Regions from separate parts of the Sus scrofa genome. Here region 2 is linked to region 1. Evidence: chromatin contacts called from public HiChIP or PLAC-seq data. All regions are on one chromosome and are shown on one strand. Each heading gives the region's core, a stretch centred on a gene start, on an enhancer-like site or on the middle of the called end of the contact. The rest is flanking DNA. Distances are from core to core; before and after follow the strand shown. Region 1 holds the start of LOC106510645 (myotubularin-related protein 9). Region 2 holds the start of FAM229A (protein FAM229A).

Evidence for each region. HiChIP or PLAC-seq counts read pairs in DNA pulled down with a chosen protein or histone mark.
Region 2: an H3K27ac HiChIP or PLAC-seq map of alveolar macrophages shows a contact between it and region 1. The contact joins the promoter of FAM229A here to the promoter of LOC106510645 in region 1. A contact is called at or near these places in 1 of 5 promoter capture datasets (liver), 3 of 47 Hi-C or Micro-C datasets (embryonic fibroblasts, heart right ventricle and skeletal muscle) and 2 of 2 datasets of contacts at active chromatin or transcription factors (alveolar macrophages and skeletal muscle).

Annotation. Positions count from the first base shown.
Region 1 is chr6:88,709,957-88,717,218 of Sscrofa11.1, forward strand. LOC106510645 (myotubularin-related protein 9) reads right to left here and starts at 2,892. Exons shown (of 11, transcript XM_021095804.1): 1 at 2,704-2,892; 2 at 2,233-2,552; 3 at 1,944-2,052; 4 at 1,601-1,726; 5 at 1,312-1,485; 6 at 594-820. The coding sequence starts at 2,417. It overlaps FAM167B (protein FAM167B), which reads left to right and starts at 5,754. Exons shown (of 3, transcript XM_005665176.3): 1 at 5,754-6,222; 2 at 6,402-6,522; 3 at 6,825-7,262. The coding sequence starts at 5,962. The coding sequence ends at 6,871.
Region 2 is chr6:88,809,580-88,816,841 of Sscrofa11.1, forward strand. FAM229A (protein FAM229A) reads right to left here and starts at 4,115. Exons shown (of 3, transcript XM_003127761.4): 1 at 1-4,115. It overlaps BSDC1 (BSD domain-containing protein 1), which reads right to left. Exons shown (of 12, transcript XM_005665183.3): 10 at 6,096-6,199; 11 at 1-4,115. The coding sequence ends at 4,083. TSSK3 (testis specific serine kinase 3) reads left to right here and starts at 444. Exons shown (of 2, transcript NM_001287419.1): 1 at 444-588; 2 at 1,319-1,980. The coding sequence starts at 444. The coding sequence ends at 1,980.

The DNA of each region.
Region 1 (7,262 bases), core at 1,642-4,141:
CATCCTGTTCTCAGGGAAACTTTCTCTGGATGACCTAAGAGACAGGTGCCTTCTCTGTGCTGCTACATACCACACTGAATTCCAGCTGCCTGTTTACTGCTGATCTTCCAGCCACATCTGGGCTGGCCACCATCTCAGCCTCTGTGCCGGGTCAATGTGGGTTGAATAAATGAATAAACAGAGTTTTGTATTCTGGATAAGGAAGCAGTCCACTCTCCTCAAAGCACAAAAACTGCCTCAGGATCTCCTCGTGGTGCTACCAGCACCTGGAGACAGAGGGAACAGATGACAGCTGTGTGGGCAGAGCCTTCAGGGCAGGGCTGGGACCAGTGCAGAGGGGTGTGTGTTTGTGTGGTGAGGTTGTTCCTGGAAAAACCAGGAAAGAGTTTTAAAGAGGTACTTTTTTCTAGGCACAGAGTTGCTGTGCCTACAGAGGCATGGGCTCCGTCAGTGGGATGCCCACTTGGCAGGATGGTTTCCAGGAGAGACCTAACAGTCAGACCTCAAGGTTTCTGGAATACACCCGTCCCCCAACCACAACCATGAAAAGTCCTGCAGGAGAGAGGTTAGGAGAGGGTGGGAAGGCTCCTTACCTCTCCAGGGGCCGGTGCAGCCGTTTCCAGCCCGGGTAGGCAGCCTTGGACTCCGTGCCGCCACCAGTCATGCGCGCCTGTTTGGCAGCCTGGGTCGAGCGAGTGTCCACGATGAAACCCTGGGCCCCAGGGCGAGCCCCCGCCAGCACAGCTCGCAGCAGCTCCTCATCCTCAGCACAACGCCGCTTCTGAGGCCCAGTCAGGGGCTGGCTGGAACGTAGCACCGCCTGCGAACAAGGAACAAGGACTCGGCTCCGGAAGCCTTACCCACCTAGCCCTGGTTCAGGGACTTTGTTCATAGGGTCCCTAGGCCAGGGCTACATACACACTGGAGCAGGGCTAGAGCCGGAAGGGGCGCAGAAGGCCCATGGGCGTCGGACCCAGGTCTGGGTGGCTTGTGGCCGGAGTGGGTAGGGACCTGATGGGTAGACCGTGGGTGGGTCATGGGTTGACAAAGGAGGGACGAGGCTCCAGGGGGCCCAAACCAGCCGAAGTCTGGGCGGGACATAGGCGAGGCTCCGAAAACCGGAGAGAGGGGCGGGGTCCGCGTCGGTGAAAGCAGGATTGAGCCGAGGGGGGCAGAGCCAGAATAGAGCCGGAGCCCCGCAACAGCCGCCAGGCAACAGCCGGGCAACGAACTGGCCAGACCAGTGCAGAGAAGACCCAAGGAGGGAGCAGAGGCTTCTAGCGGCGGGGTCTGGGGAGGGGCGGGGCTCACAGTTCCGCTGGGAGCGTGGTAGTAGCTGAGAACCGGGAAGCGGCCTCCCTGGCGGAAGCGGGCGCTGCGCGCCAGGGCATCGTTGTTCACCGCTCGAGGCACGATCACAGCGCGGGGGTAACTGGGGCACAAACTGAAGTCCTCGTTCGCCTCGCTCAGCCGCCAAGCGTTGGTCTGTGGCACAAGAAGGAGCAAAGATCAGGTCTAGGGCTCCCAGTGAGTGCCCCGTCCCTGCTCCCCTTCCAGGGCCGGCTCTTCCACATTCCCAGGCCCCCACGACCGCGCCCACCTCGCGAGCTACTCTCTTGTAGTAGCTTTCGGGCGGGTGGAAGTGCCAGGCATCGCCCAATCTCAAGCTCTTGGGACGGTAGAAGAATGGAAAGGAGGTGATGACTGATTCCAGGGAGGACAGCGCCTGGGAAGGAAGTCAAGGCATCTGGGAAAGGTTGGAATCCAGCCCTCCGCACCGCAGCTCTCGCCTCTCCATCTACTCCAGAACCCTCTGCATCTCTTTGCCATTAGCTTTGCTCCAGAATAACACTGGATGCTGGGTCCCCTTGAGCGATAACCCCCGCTGACCCCCTCGTTAAGGGATAGGTAGCTTAAGGGCCTCTGGTGCACCCTTGGCGGACCTCGATGGAGCGGGCGATGTCCAGCGTCGCCTCCACGCCCTCTATTTCTAGCTGCAACACTCGCAGGTCCTTACAGCGCAGCGTGATGGTGCCGGAGTCACCCTCGACCCTAGAGATGTACGGGTTTAGGCTTAATGTCCCCCGCCCCCGACCAGGGGAGGAGAAGGGAGTTTCGTAGGGTCGCACGTTATGCAGGGGCGCACCAGCTCCAACAGCGCTTGCCCTTCCCCCTCTCCCTGCGGAGCCGCGCGCTCCCCAACTACCCGGACGTCGCCGCCACGTCTCTCACCGCTTCTCGATGGAGTCGACACTACGCAACAGCAGCAGCCACAGATCTGGAGTCGCCTGGGCCCCTGGCGACAGCAGCAGGTGGTGGCCGGTGACGCAGAGCGTGCCGCGCAGCGGGGGCGTCTCCGAGCCCCGCAGGAGCTCGGCTTGGGCTTGGCCCGTACGTATCAGCTCCGAGAACTCCATTCCTCCAGCGGAGGGCCTGGGGCCCGACAGGAGGACAGACTCTAGGAGCGTCAGGCGGGTGAGCGCGGACTCCGAAAGGGACAGGAACTGGCTGGGCAGCTGGCGACGCCGGCAGGACAGCTGTTAAGGAGGCCCCTTGGAGGAAAAGATCACACAGCGTCACAGGACCCCCCCCCCCCATTGCCAACACTTCTTAGTGAGACCCTGGGGCTAGTAGAAACTGTTAAGGAAACCTCAATTTCATCATCTGTGAAATGGGGAGAATAACCTTGGTAAAGCCCTTTACCTCCTGCCTGAGTTGCCGGAGGACCTCATTTTTGTGTGTTGCTGTTGTTTTTAATTCTGGGGAGCTGGCACTCCCACTGATTTCAAAAAATAAAGGAAAAGACCGTCTTTCTCCTGTACCCTGGTGGAAGGGGTAGAAAGGGTAGATGTGAAACGGGGAACTGTCTGCATCCTCCCCTACGGCGGAGGCAGGGTGGGGGGAAAATCCCCTGGTCCACCTTAAACACAAGCAGCTGTGTCGCTGGCGCCCCTCCCCCACCACAGCTGGAAGTCCCTGCCTGAGGGCGCCCTCTATGGGGGCCACTTCTGGTACAGAAGCCCCATCCCGCGTCTCTCCATCCTTCCACCAAACATGAATGGACTCTGCACCGAGCTGGGCCTTACATTGGGTGTTGAGACGCAAGGATGGCCGAGGGAAGTTCCGTTCACAGAGTTTTCAGCCTGGGAAAAGACGCACTTAAGCTGGAAGACCCATCCATCCAAGTGTTCTTATATTTCTTTAACACTGATGCCTACACCGTGTTAAAGGCTGATTACCAAGAAGAAATGTCTCCCTGCCTTTAACGAGCCTTCTGGTCTACCAGGTTTCAGGCTTTTGTGTGTGTGCAAGACCCTTCTTTCAAATAATGAAGTCATCGGTGGACCCTCCCCCCCATCATATAAACATAAAGTTGGAACCACTCTGTGAAAGGAATCAGACATAAAAGAGTACGAATTGTAAAATTCCAGACCAGCTGAAATCAGCTGGGATGGGAATTCCTCAGAAATGCAAATTATCAGGCCCTACCTGACATACACTGAATCTGAAGCTCTGGGAATGGGGCCCAGCAATCTGCTTAAACAAGCTTTCCAGGCAATTCTGATCCATGCTGAAGTTGAGAACACTGGAAAGTATACAAAAAGGCAAAGCGAATCTATGCTGTCAGAAATTAGGGTAGTATCACTGAAACCAAGTCCCCCTAAAACTAAGTTCTCTCTCTCTCTCTTTTTTTTTTTTGCATTTCTTTTTTTTTTTTTTTAAGATTTTTATTTTTTCGGAGTTCCCGTTGTGGCTCAGTGGTTAACAACGACTAGGAACCATGAGGTTGTGGGTTCGATCCCTGGCCGCGCTCAGTGGGTTAAGGATCCAGTATTGCCATGAGCTGTGGTGTAGATCACAGACCCGGCTTGGATCTGGCGTTGCTGTGGCTGTGGCTACAGCTCCGATTAGACCCCTAGCCTGGGACCTCCATATGCCGCGGGTGCGGCCCTAAAAAAGACAAAAAAACAAACAAAATAAAATAAAAATTAAAAAAAAATAAAAGCAAGTTCTCTTACTGAGTTTATGATTCTCTCTATCCAAACTTTAATCCCCTTTTTGTCCCCTTTGACCATAATCTTGTGCTAACTGAATAATCAACCAGAGTGAGGTGACTAAAATTGCTGTTGTCAGTAACATCACTAATGTACTAAAATTGCTATTCTAGATATCGTCATTAACAGACAAACTCCAGTTGTTTCTCCAGGGCAAGATGAGGTAACAGCTCATCAGCCCGAAGCCATGGACTCCCTAGCCAGATAATCTTAAACCAGAGACATCCTGACGCCTGAAACTACAATTAAGAAACGTCACATGAGTTCCTGTCGTGGCGCAGTGGTTAACGAATCCGACTAGGAACCATGAGGTTGCGGGTTCGATCCCTGCCCTTGCTCAGTGGGTTAATGATCTGGCGTTGCCGTGAGCTGTGGTGCAGGTTGCAGAAGCGGCTCAGATCCCGAGTTGCTGTGGCTCTGGCATAGGCCAGTGGCTACAGCTCCAATTTGACCCCTAGCCTGGGAAACTCCATATGCCGCGGAGCAGCCCATTGTGGCTCAGCAATAACAAACCCAACTAGTACGAGGACACAGGTTCCATCCCTGGCCTTACTCGGTGGGTTCAGGATTTGGCATTGCTGCAAGCTCTGGTGTCGATCAAAGATGCAGCTCACATCTGGCATTGCTGTGGCTGTGGCGTAGGCCAGCAGCTGCAGCTCTGATTCGACCCCTAGCCTGGGAACTTCCATGTGCTGCAGGTGCGGCCCCAAAAAGACAAAAAAAAAAAAAAAAAAAAAAAAGAAAAGAAAAAAGGAAATGAAGAAATGTCACAGAAACAGAAACGTCACAAGATGATGATTAATCCCAGCCTCTTTGTTCTTCCCCTTAAAAAAAACAAAAACAAAAATCTAACCCTCAAAGACCAAGTTCGAGTGGATCTGGGGCTTTTTTCCTACTCCTTTGTTGCCCCCACCCCCGAAGTGAACCCTTACTTTGTTGCAAAGTCAGATCTTGGCTTTTTGCATTTGGGGCACATGAGCAAGCCCTATGTTTGGTTACATTGCCCTTAGAAGAGTTGCGATAGGGCAGGAGCACAAAGGAGACTTCCTGGATGCTGGTAATATTCCTTCGCTCCATCTGGGTACTGCTTATATAAGTGTAATCAGTTTGGAAGAACTCATCAAGCCACATACTTCTGACATGGAAGTTTCTCTCTGTGTGTGTTACATTGCAACACAAAGTTTTAAAAAGGGAACTTCTCTGGTTGAAGCCCTGGGAGGGGCAGGGAGAAGAAGGTCCAGGAGCCCAATGCTGCATTTAGCCCCACACATCATCCTTGAGGAATTTCCAAGGGAACATGAAGTTCTTTAGAATAGAGCTTGAAATAATTGGTCTGTCTCAATAGAGGGTCAGTGACTTGTCCAAGGTCCCACAGAACCTATACCAGAACCAGATCTCTGACTCTCGAGCCAGGGATCTAGACACGATTCCCTTGCTGAAGGGCCAGTGACATGAGTGGACACAGGGCACAGCTTATCAGTCTCCTATCCCCTCCCCATTCCCTTAACCTTGGTCTTGGGAAGAGGTCCAAGACTGGTGTGGATGATGCTTTTCTTATCCTGGAGCAACTTCCTTTCTGGGAACTGGGTGTCTCCTTCTGGACAAAGACAATAAATTTTATCCAAGGGGCCAGAGGAGCAGGGCTCCCTCAGCCCCCACCCGGATGGGCATCACGTGGCTTCTGGGTTAGCAGTCCAGGAAAATCCCAGCCCTTTCACACGCACTTCCCACACCCATCTCCTTACGCACTCTGATATATTCAAGCCTCCCTGACCCACCTTGAACATTCACCATCCCACACTCCCTGGCACATCTCTTTCACCATCAGCTTCTGTCACCTCTTCCTGGGCAATATTCCCAGGCTTTCCCTAATCCCAGAACTGCAGCCTGTCATTCACTCCCAACCATGTCCCTGGGGCCACTGAAATTCCAGGCAGTAGGGGAAGAAGATGAGGAGGATGAGGAAGAAGAGAGCCTGGACTCTGTAAAGGCGCTGACGACCAAGTTGCAGCTGCAGACACGGCGGCCTTCATATCTGGAGTGGTCAGCCCGGGTCCAGAGCCAGGCCTGGCGCAAGGCCCAAGCTAGACCCGGACCGGAGGGACCTGGGGCCATCTGTGGCTTTGACTCAATGGAATCTGCCCTTGAGTGGCTCCGACAGGAACTGGTGAGTCTGGTGGGGTGGGCAACCTTATAGAGGGCCTTGGGGTAGTCTTCCTTAGGGCCCAAGACCCTGGGTGTGGGGAGGGGATGAGAATGGACCCTGTCTCTGGCAACCGCCCACTTTTGTGGCTTGCTGAAGATGGAGTCCATCCAATCTACTGACCTTGTGTTCCTGTGGCTTAGAGGACAGAGCCCTGCCTTTGCGGGCCACCACTTAAACGGGGGAAGGCATGGCCTCCCATACTCTGGGAATTGCTGTACCCAAAGATACAAAGGAGAACTGACCACGCTATAGACAGAGGAGGTGAGTGTTAAATAGGTGGCTCTTAACCCAATATTGGCAAGTACAAAAATGTCCAGCCTCCAAATTCGAGATTCTACTTAGTTGATCTAGGATTGGCCCCTGGGCACCTGTATTTGTGTAATAAAGTTTCCTTAGCTTGGTTTTAGAGCACCATCTGAGAATCAAGATCTCAAGCTGATCATGATGAATCAAGCTGAGGTGTGAGGGGTGGGTGGGGAGGACACAGTCAATGCACTGACCCAGGATGTTGACGAGAAGGGAAGAATGGCGGTCAGCGAGCTTACGCCCCCTCTCGGCTGCAGCGGGAGATGCAGACACAGGACCGCCAGCTGGCAGGGCAGCTGCTTAGACTGCGGGCGCAGCTGCACCGGCTGAAGGTTGACCAAGCCTGTCACCTGCACCAAGAGTTGCTGAACGAGGCCGAGCTGGAGCTGGAGCTGGAGCCTGGGGCCGGCCTGGCCCTGGCCCCGCCTCTGCGGCACCTGGGCCTCACGCGCATGAACATCAGCGCCCGGCGCTTCACCCTCTGCTGAGGGCCACCTGCGTGACCCCTGGGCCACCTGCTACCTCATCCCCTGCCCACCTGGGAAAAGAAAGGGAGGGGTGTCCCAGAGGAGCCAGCACCTGGAAAGGGCGAGGGGAGAGATGGGGAGAGTCACTCAGTTCTCTGGGAGCATAAAGCCCCAGCATCCTGTTGCTCCTGCTGCTGCGCATGGGGGTGGGGTGGGAGGAAGGGGAGG
Region 2 (7,262 bases), core at 2,865-5,364, 100 kb after region 1:
TGCCCTATGGGGGCACAGGAGGCGGCGTCCGCCGAAAGGAGCCTGGCATCCTGGGCTGCGCGCAGACCCCTGGAGCGCCCCCCACAGGCGGGGCCGCGAGCGACTCACTGCCTGGCGCGGGGTCGGGGCGCAGCAGTGACTGAACCCGGACAGGGTTTGGTGGTGGTGGTGGTGAGGGCAGATAGGAGCATTGCTCATTTTGGCCAAGAGTCACACATCATTTACATCACAATTAGGCCAGAGTTTTAAAATGTCTGGCCCTCTCCCTCCCCACCACCTGCGGCTGCTGTCTCCAGACGGAGAATGCTTTAGCCCTGGGGGCGGCTGCGGATGAAGTCCTTGGGGGGAAAAGGAGCGGGCCAAGGGCGATGGTGGAGTAGAGCTGCCTCGCAGAGGCAGCATGAGCTGAGAGGGTAATAGGAAGGAAGGAGGTGTTAGACAGCATGGAGGACTTTCTGCTCTCCAATGGGTACCAGCTGGGCAAGACCATTGGGGAAGGGACCTACTCAAAAGTCAAGGAAGCAGTTTCCAAAAAACACCAAAGAAAAGTGGCAATTAAAATTATAGACAAGATGGGAGGGCCAGAAGGTGAGCTGGGGGCCCTTTGGAGGAAGGGAGGGCTGGCTGAAGTGGGTGGGCGCTTCCTCCAGTCAGAAGGACCATTTCCTCCTTCTCTTTGATCTGAAACCAAGGAAAGCAAGGGAGTGTGGCTCTGGGGTAGGTCAGTGGGGAACAGAGGAATGCTGGGTGTCAAGGACAATCACACCCTCCAAAGTCCAAGATTAAATCTGCAGGAGGTAGAAGGATCCTCAGAAACAGAATCCAAGCCCACCAGGGCTTTCCTATTCCAGGACGGGAAGAGACTGGAAGGCTGTGGCCAGGACTAGCAGAGGGCAGGAGTGGGGCCAAGGAAGGTAGAGACTGGGAAAAGACAGGGCTTATGGAAAGAACTGTGACTCAGGAGTCAGAGGTGAGAGGAGCTGGCTCACCACGCTGTGGGCAATCAGGCCTCACAAAAGATTCAACAGCTTTGTCTAAAAAGTCTCCAAAGCATTTTGATATCCACGGTCTCACAGGCTGCTCACAACGGTCCCTGAGGCTGACAGGGAACAGTTCCTCTGAATAATATATTAGCTACAAAAACAACAGGGGTGAACATTCTTTGCAGTGTCCAAATAGCTGGATGTTAAAGGCTGTGCAAGGGAACCAAGGCACAAGACCCAGACATGGTGGGCCAGAGCTGGAAGGCAGGAGTCAGGAGAGGAGTTCTAGGCCCTTCTGGACTTGACACTCCTTCTCTTTTCCCTTGTGTCCTTAGAGTTTATCCAGAGATTCCTGCCTCGGGAGCTCCAGATTGTCCGTACCCTGGACCACAAGAACATCATTCAAGTGTATGAGATGCTGGAGTCTGCTGACGGGAAAATCTACCTGGTAATGGAGCTGGCTGAAGGAGGGGATGTCTTTGACTGCGTGCTGAATGGAGGGCCACTGCCTGAAAGCCGGGCCAGGGCCCTCTTCCGTCAGATGGTCGAGGCCATCCGCTACTGCCATGGCTGTGGTGTGGCCCACCGGGACCTCAAATGCGAGAACGCCTTGTTGCAGGGTTTCAACCTGAAGCTGACAGACTTTGGCTTCGCCAAGGTGTTGCCCAAGTCATGCCGGGAGCTGAGCCAGACCTTCTGCGGCAGCACAGCCTATGCCGCCCCCGAGGTACTGCAGGGTATTCCCCACGATAGCAAGAAAGGGGACATCTGGAGCATGGGCGTGGTCCTGTACGTCATGCTCTGTGCCAGCCTACCTTTTGATGACACAGACATCCCCAAGATGCTGTGGCAGCAGCAGAAAGGGGTGTCCTTCCCCACTCATCTGGGCATCTCAGCCGAATGCCAGGACTTGCTGAAGCGGCTCCTGGAACCAGACATGACCCTCCGGCCTTCAATTGAAGAAGTTAGTTGGCATCCATGGCTAGCAAGCACTTGATAAAAGCAATGGCAAGTCCTCCCCAATAAAGCAGGGGGAGAAAGCAAACCCAAAAACCCGCTTCTAAAATGTTGATATATATTTTACACTTTAAGTTTACTTATCCTAAATCTTACCTATACCCTCCCCAGCCTTACTTCTCTTTCCCTTTAAAGATCTTCATGGAACGAGAGGGCCTCATTCAGACTTCCCTTTTATTACGGCTGACAAGTGATTTTCATACCGGTGTTTAACTAAAGTTAATTAAAAACAGTCCCCAGAATCATACACGTACAGGGGGAGGACAGGAGAAAAATGACCAAGAGCAACTGAAAAAACTGTTGTTGCAACTTCCTTTCCAAATAAAAGCAGAAGCGTTGGGAATGCAGAACAGCCTCTTGACTCCTTGTCTTGGTGAGAGGCCTGCTGGGGGCTTGGCCCTTCCTCATCCCAAAGGCCGAGCCGAGTCTGGGATGAGGACAAGGGACTTCCTCAGGACCCAGGCTACCTCCCACCACAACCCTCCCCCAGGCTCTAAGTAGGAAGCCACCCTGCTCTGGCTCTAGGCAGTTGCTGTGGGGACAAGAACAGACCCCCAGACACTTTCCAGCTTCTGTTGAATCTCTTTAATGCTGTTAACGGCAAATCTGGAAAAGGTTCAGGAAAAAGTTCTTTTTTCTTTCTTTTTTAATTACAAAACTAACAGCTGTTAGAATCTTTTTTTTTCCTTTTTTCTTTTCCCAGCTAGAAAATACTCTGGGGAGATGCATTATAATTTAAAATATATAATATTGCACAAACAACCAAAAGGTTAATTAAACTAAAGAAATAATTACAAAGAGAAAACCCCATCCCATCAAAAAAAAAAAAGATTAAGCATTCTCTCCATCCCACCCCCTCACGGAAGGTCTGAAGTGGAAGTGACCACCACTCTCTTGGCGTCCCTGACCACGATCCCTTTAAATCATTGGTGAACACACCAGATTATGTACAAGAATCACCAGAGCAGCATCATGAAGCACCAGGGGCTCCAGGGATTCCTGCAGCCCCTCATTCCCCCAAGAGAGGCGCAGCTTTACCAGTGTGGAGGGTGAGAGCCACAAAGACTGGATCTGCCTTCAGGAAGAAGAGCTTTTGCAGAAGCCTGATGAGAGTCTCAAGAAGTTCACCCCCAACATATCCCTTCAGGAAACCGAAGGGTTGCGGCGGAGAAGCTGGGCTTACCAGAGTTGTAAGTACTCGGCTTTGATCACTGCTCTGTACCGCTGGTAGCTGGCTTGTGTCCTAAGCTACAGGGGAGTCGAGGTGGGTAGCTGGTTGGACAAGGTATCCTGCCAGTCAACGCATGGAAGGGCCTGAAGTGGCCCCCTCCCTTCTTGGGGAGGGGAAGAGGAGCAAGAGCAGACTCTTGCAGGTGGCACAGCTGGGCTAAGGACTCGGGTGCATCTGACATGAAGAAGCCTTGGGAAAGGCATTGGGGACATACCAACCTGGACTGGGTGAAAGGAGGGAGGCGGGAACTCAAAATTTGGTCTCTAGATTCTGAACCACAAGGAACCTTTCCAGGAATGGAAAATGCCTGGGAGGGAGATTCCTAAGAGAGGCAAATGTCCCAGAAGCGAATGCCTCTTACCCGCTGGGATAGGAACTGAAATGTGTTCGCATCCCTGTCTAGCCAAAGGCAGGTGGCACGGCCTTCCCTGCCTGCTTGTAGGTGAGAGTGTGTTGTCTCGGCGTCCTCCAAGAGATTGGTGGTTTAGCCTCTGTCTACACAGGTAGATGGGCTAGGGCTATCCCTTGGGACTTCCTAGCAAGCGTACCCAGGAACAGAGGGCATTCAGCAGAAAAATGTAAGCTCTTCCGGTGGGGGTAGGTCTCCTCCCCCTCGGGTCATCCTAGGGTTAGCACAAGTCAGAGTTCCTGATTTGGATTTATCGAGCCCCTTCCCAGATGTGCGGAGAGGCCTAAAGGGCCAACAAGGAGCAACCCAGAATTTCCCCAGAGCTCTGGCTGATAGAGGCCATTTAGGGGACAGTCTTAGTCAGTGTCTTCCAGGGCCAGGCTGAGACGTGCGAGGGAGGTGGGAGGTGCTGTGGCGGGGGAGCTGCGTGCTCTGGCTCCCCTCATTCCCAGTCCTCCCACTCTACGTCTTCCAGCTGCAAAGGGAGGGGATAATGGAGAGCACAAACACGTATTTACTCCTCTGAGTCAAGCCCAGACCCAGGCTCCCCAGCTGCCTCCATTTCAGGAAAGCCCTCCCACAACCCCCACCCCTGGGCCATATGCAGCCTCCTATAAATGCGAACTACTAGCCTTAAGGAATGTCTGGGGAGCAGAGCTGCCCTCTGCCTAGGGGGTGAGTCGGCTGCTCTGATTGCTCCAGACTCAAAGGAAAGCTTCTACCAATCAACACTGGACACTACAAGGGGATACCCTGCCTATAAGAACTAAGTCAGTCAACCCCTTAAGGAAAATTTGTCTCCTGCAGAGCAGCTAAGAACACGAGTCTGAGAGGCAGGAAACTTGAGAGTGGCACTGTGATTAGAAGCAAGCATGGCACTGGACTACAGGGGCTCACAGGGTCTCTACCTGGGGCTCTAGCTCCCTAATCCCCAGCTGAAGTCTCTGTAGGCAACTCTTCTGGCTTGTTGGCAGCAATCCCTGGTATGATGGGTTATAGAGTGATTCTGTTCTGCATTATCATATGTCAAGTTTTAAAGAGAGCTGCAAGAGTTCCCGTCGTGGCGCAGTGGTTAACGAATCCGACTAGGAACCATGAGGTTGCAGGTTCGGTCCCTGCCCTTGCTCAGTGGGTTAACGATCTGGCGTTGCTGTGAGCTGTGGTGTAGGTTGCAGATGTGGCTCGGATCCCGTGTTGCTGTGGCTCTGGCGTAGGCTGGTAGCTACAGCTCCGATTGGACCCCTAGCCTGGGAACCTCCATATGCCGTGGGAGCGGCCCAAGAAATAGAAAAAGACAAAAAAAATAATAATAATAATAAAATAAAATAAAGAGAGCTGCAAAGGAGTTCCTGCAGTGGCACAATGGGATTAGCAGGATCTTGGGAACATGGGACACAGGTTCTATTCCTGGCCCAGCACAGTGGGTTAAGGATCTGGCGTTGCTGCAGCTGCAGCTTAGGTTACAACTGCAGCTCAGTTCTGATCCCTGGCCCAGAAATTCCATATGCCGCAGGGCAGCCAAAATAGAAAAAAAAAACCAAAAACCAAAAAAGGGCTTCGAAGACAGCAAAGACATGAAGGCCCTGTGGCATGAGAGGGCACAAGACCTTCTCTATCCTGAGTATAGTGAGGTCACAGGTGTAAAATACTCTTGCATAGTCACTACCTGCCCCCAGGCCTCAGTCTCCCAACATGAAAAATAAGGCCCTTCCCATCTCTCTAATCTGTTCGCCTCTTTAGAGCAGGTTCTTGAGCTACATGATGGAAGGAACCATGTGGTTCTTGTGTGACAGTGGATATAAAATGACTTGAATCACATGTGTGGACTGGAGCCTCAATCCTGTCCCTTATTAGCTGTGAGAGCTTCATCCCCAGGCTCTGATTCAAAACGACCCATTCTTGATCCTGAGAAGTGGTTTAGAATAATAGGCCTTTGAGCTTATAACTGGATTGGCTTTTGTGGTGGTTTCAGGAACATGGACCAGTGCTCCCATGTTTCCCAGGGACTATGCCTCAAGTGTGCACATGCATCATCTATCACAGTGTATGAGATTACAGTGATCAATGCCAGGCCACAGAGGCTCAGGTTCAGTGATCACACTGTCAAATTGTCTCCAAGGCCAGGAGTTTGCTCAAGTTCCCCCCATCTGGCCACCATGAATCAAAAGATCTGGGGCAGGATGGCAAATCATTTTTTAGTAGCTCCCCAGGTAATTCTGACAGGAGCTAATGTCAAGTACTCTCCCAGCCATCCACCCTGGAATCGAGGGGAGGCAGAGCCTGCTGATCACAACTGTTCTGGGCCTGAGTGGGAGGCCTGAGCTCCTTTCCCGAAAGCCTGCCACCTAGCTAGGAGCAAAGACCCATCCTGAGGGGACACCTGGGCTTGGTGGGGCGAGTCCTGAGACCTGGGATCATTGGGCTTGCCTCCCTGTGGCCAATCAGGCCCACTCACCTCCCCAGAGGCGTCCACTTTGGAAAGTGCCATCTGCACTTCTTCCTCAGTCATGTCCAAGTCAAAGTCCTTCTCCCAGTCCTCGCTGATGTCTGTGCTTGAGCCTAGAACGATGACCCAGAGTGTGAAAGACAGGCAGGGGTATGTGAAGAGGTTGTGGCTGGGGCTGACAGCACCCTTTACAAGGGCCTGAGAAATACACCTCAAAGGTCCTTAACATTCTCCCTTCCCTGGCTCAGTGATCCCACTTTTAGGAATCTATTCTAAGGAAGAATCTTGGATTTGGTAAAAAAACATAACCATAAGAATATTCACTGTTTTGCTGTTACAGTAATGAAAACTTCGAAAACCACCTGAAAGTCCACTGCTAGGAAATTACAAAAATAAATGGTGCAGTCATAAGATGAAACATTATGTGGCGTTTAAAGTTTAGGCTATAGAACGTTTATATACATGGCAAAACAGTTACCCAATAGTGGAGAAGCACTTTGACCCAGAAGCTCCCTGGGGGCCATGGAAATCTTCTGGAAGAAATAAACAATGAACCTCTTCCTTCTCAGTCACACCATTCTACCTACACTGATCCTGCTACTCCTGAAACATACCAGGCACATTCCTACCTGGGGCCTTTGCAAAGATTGTTCCCTGTACCTGGAGCTCTTCCCCAGATATCCACAGGCTAACCTGTTTGCTTCCTTCACACCTTTGCTCAAATCTCACCATCTCAGTGTGGCCTACCCTGACTGTCCAACATTCAACGGCAACCGTGCCCCCCTCACTCTGCTCTGGTGGTTCTCTCTTCCATTATATCACTTTCCAGTGTATTACATAATCAGATTTACTATGCTTATTGTCTAGTAATAGAGGAGGCAGAATGAAAGCTCCCCGAGGACAGGACTCTTTTGTTCTCTTATGCATTCCAAGTGACTAGAACAAATAGTTTGTACTCAATAAATATTCATGGACCCTTTCTCTAAATCAGGGGTTGGCAAACTATGGCCTGTGGACCCAGTCCAGCCTACCATCTGTTTTTTGAAAATAAAATTTTGAAACACGCCATGGCCATTTGTTTACATATTGTCTATGACTGCTTTCATGCTGAAACAACAGTGTTGAGGAGGTGGGACAGAAACTGTATATCCCCAACGCCTAAAATATTTTGACCTG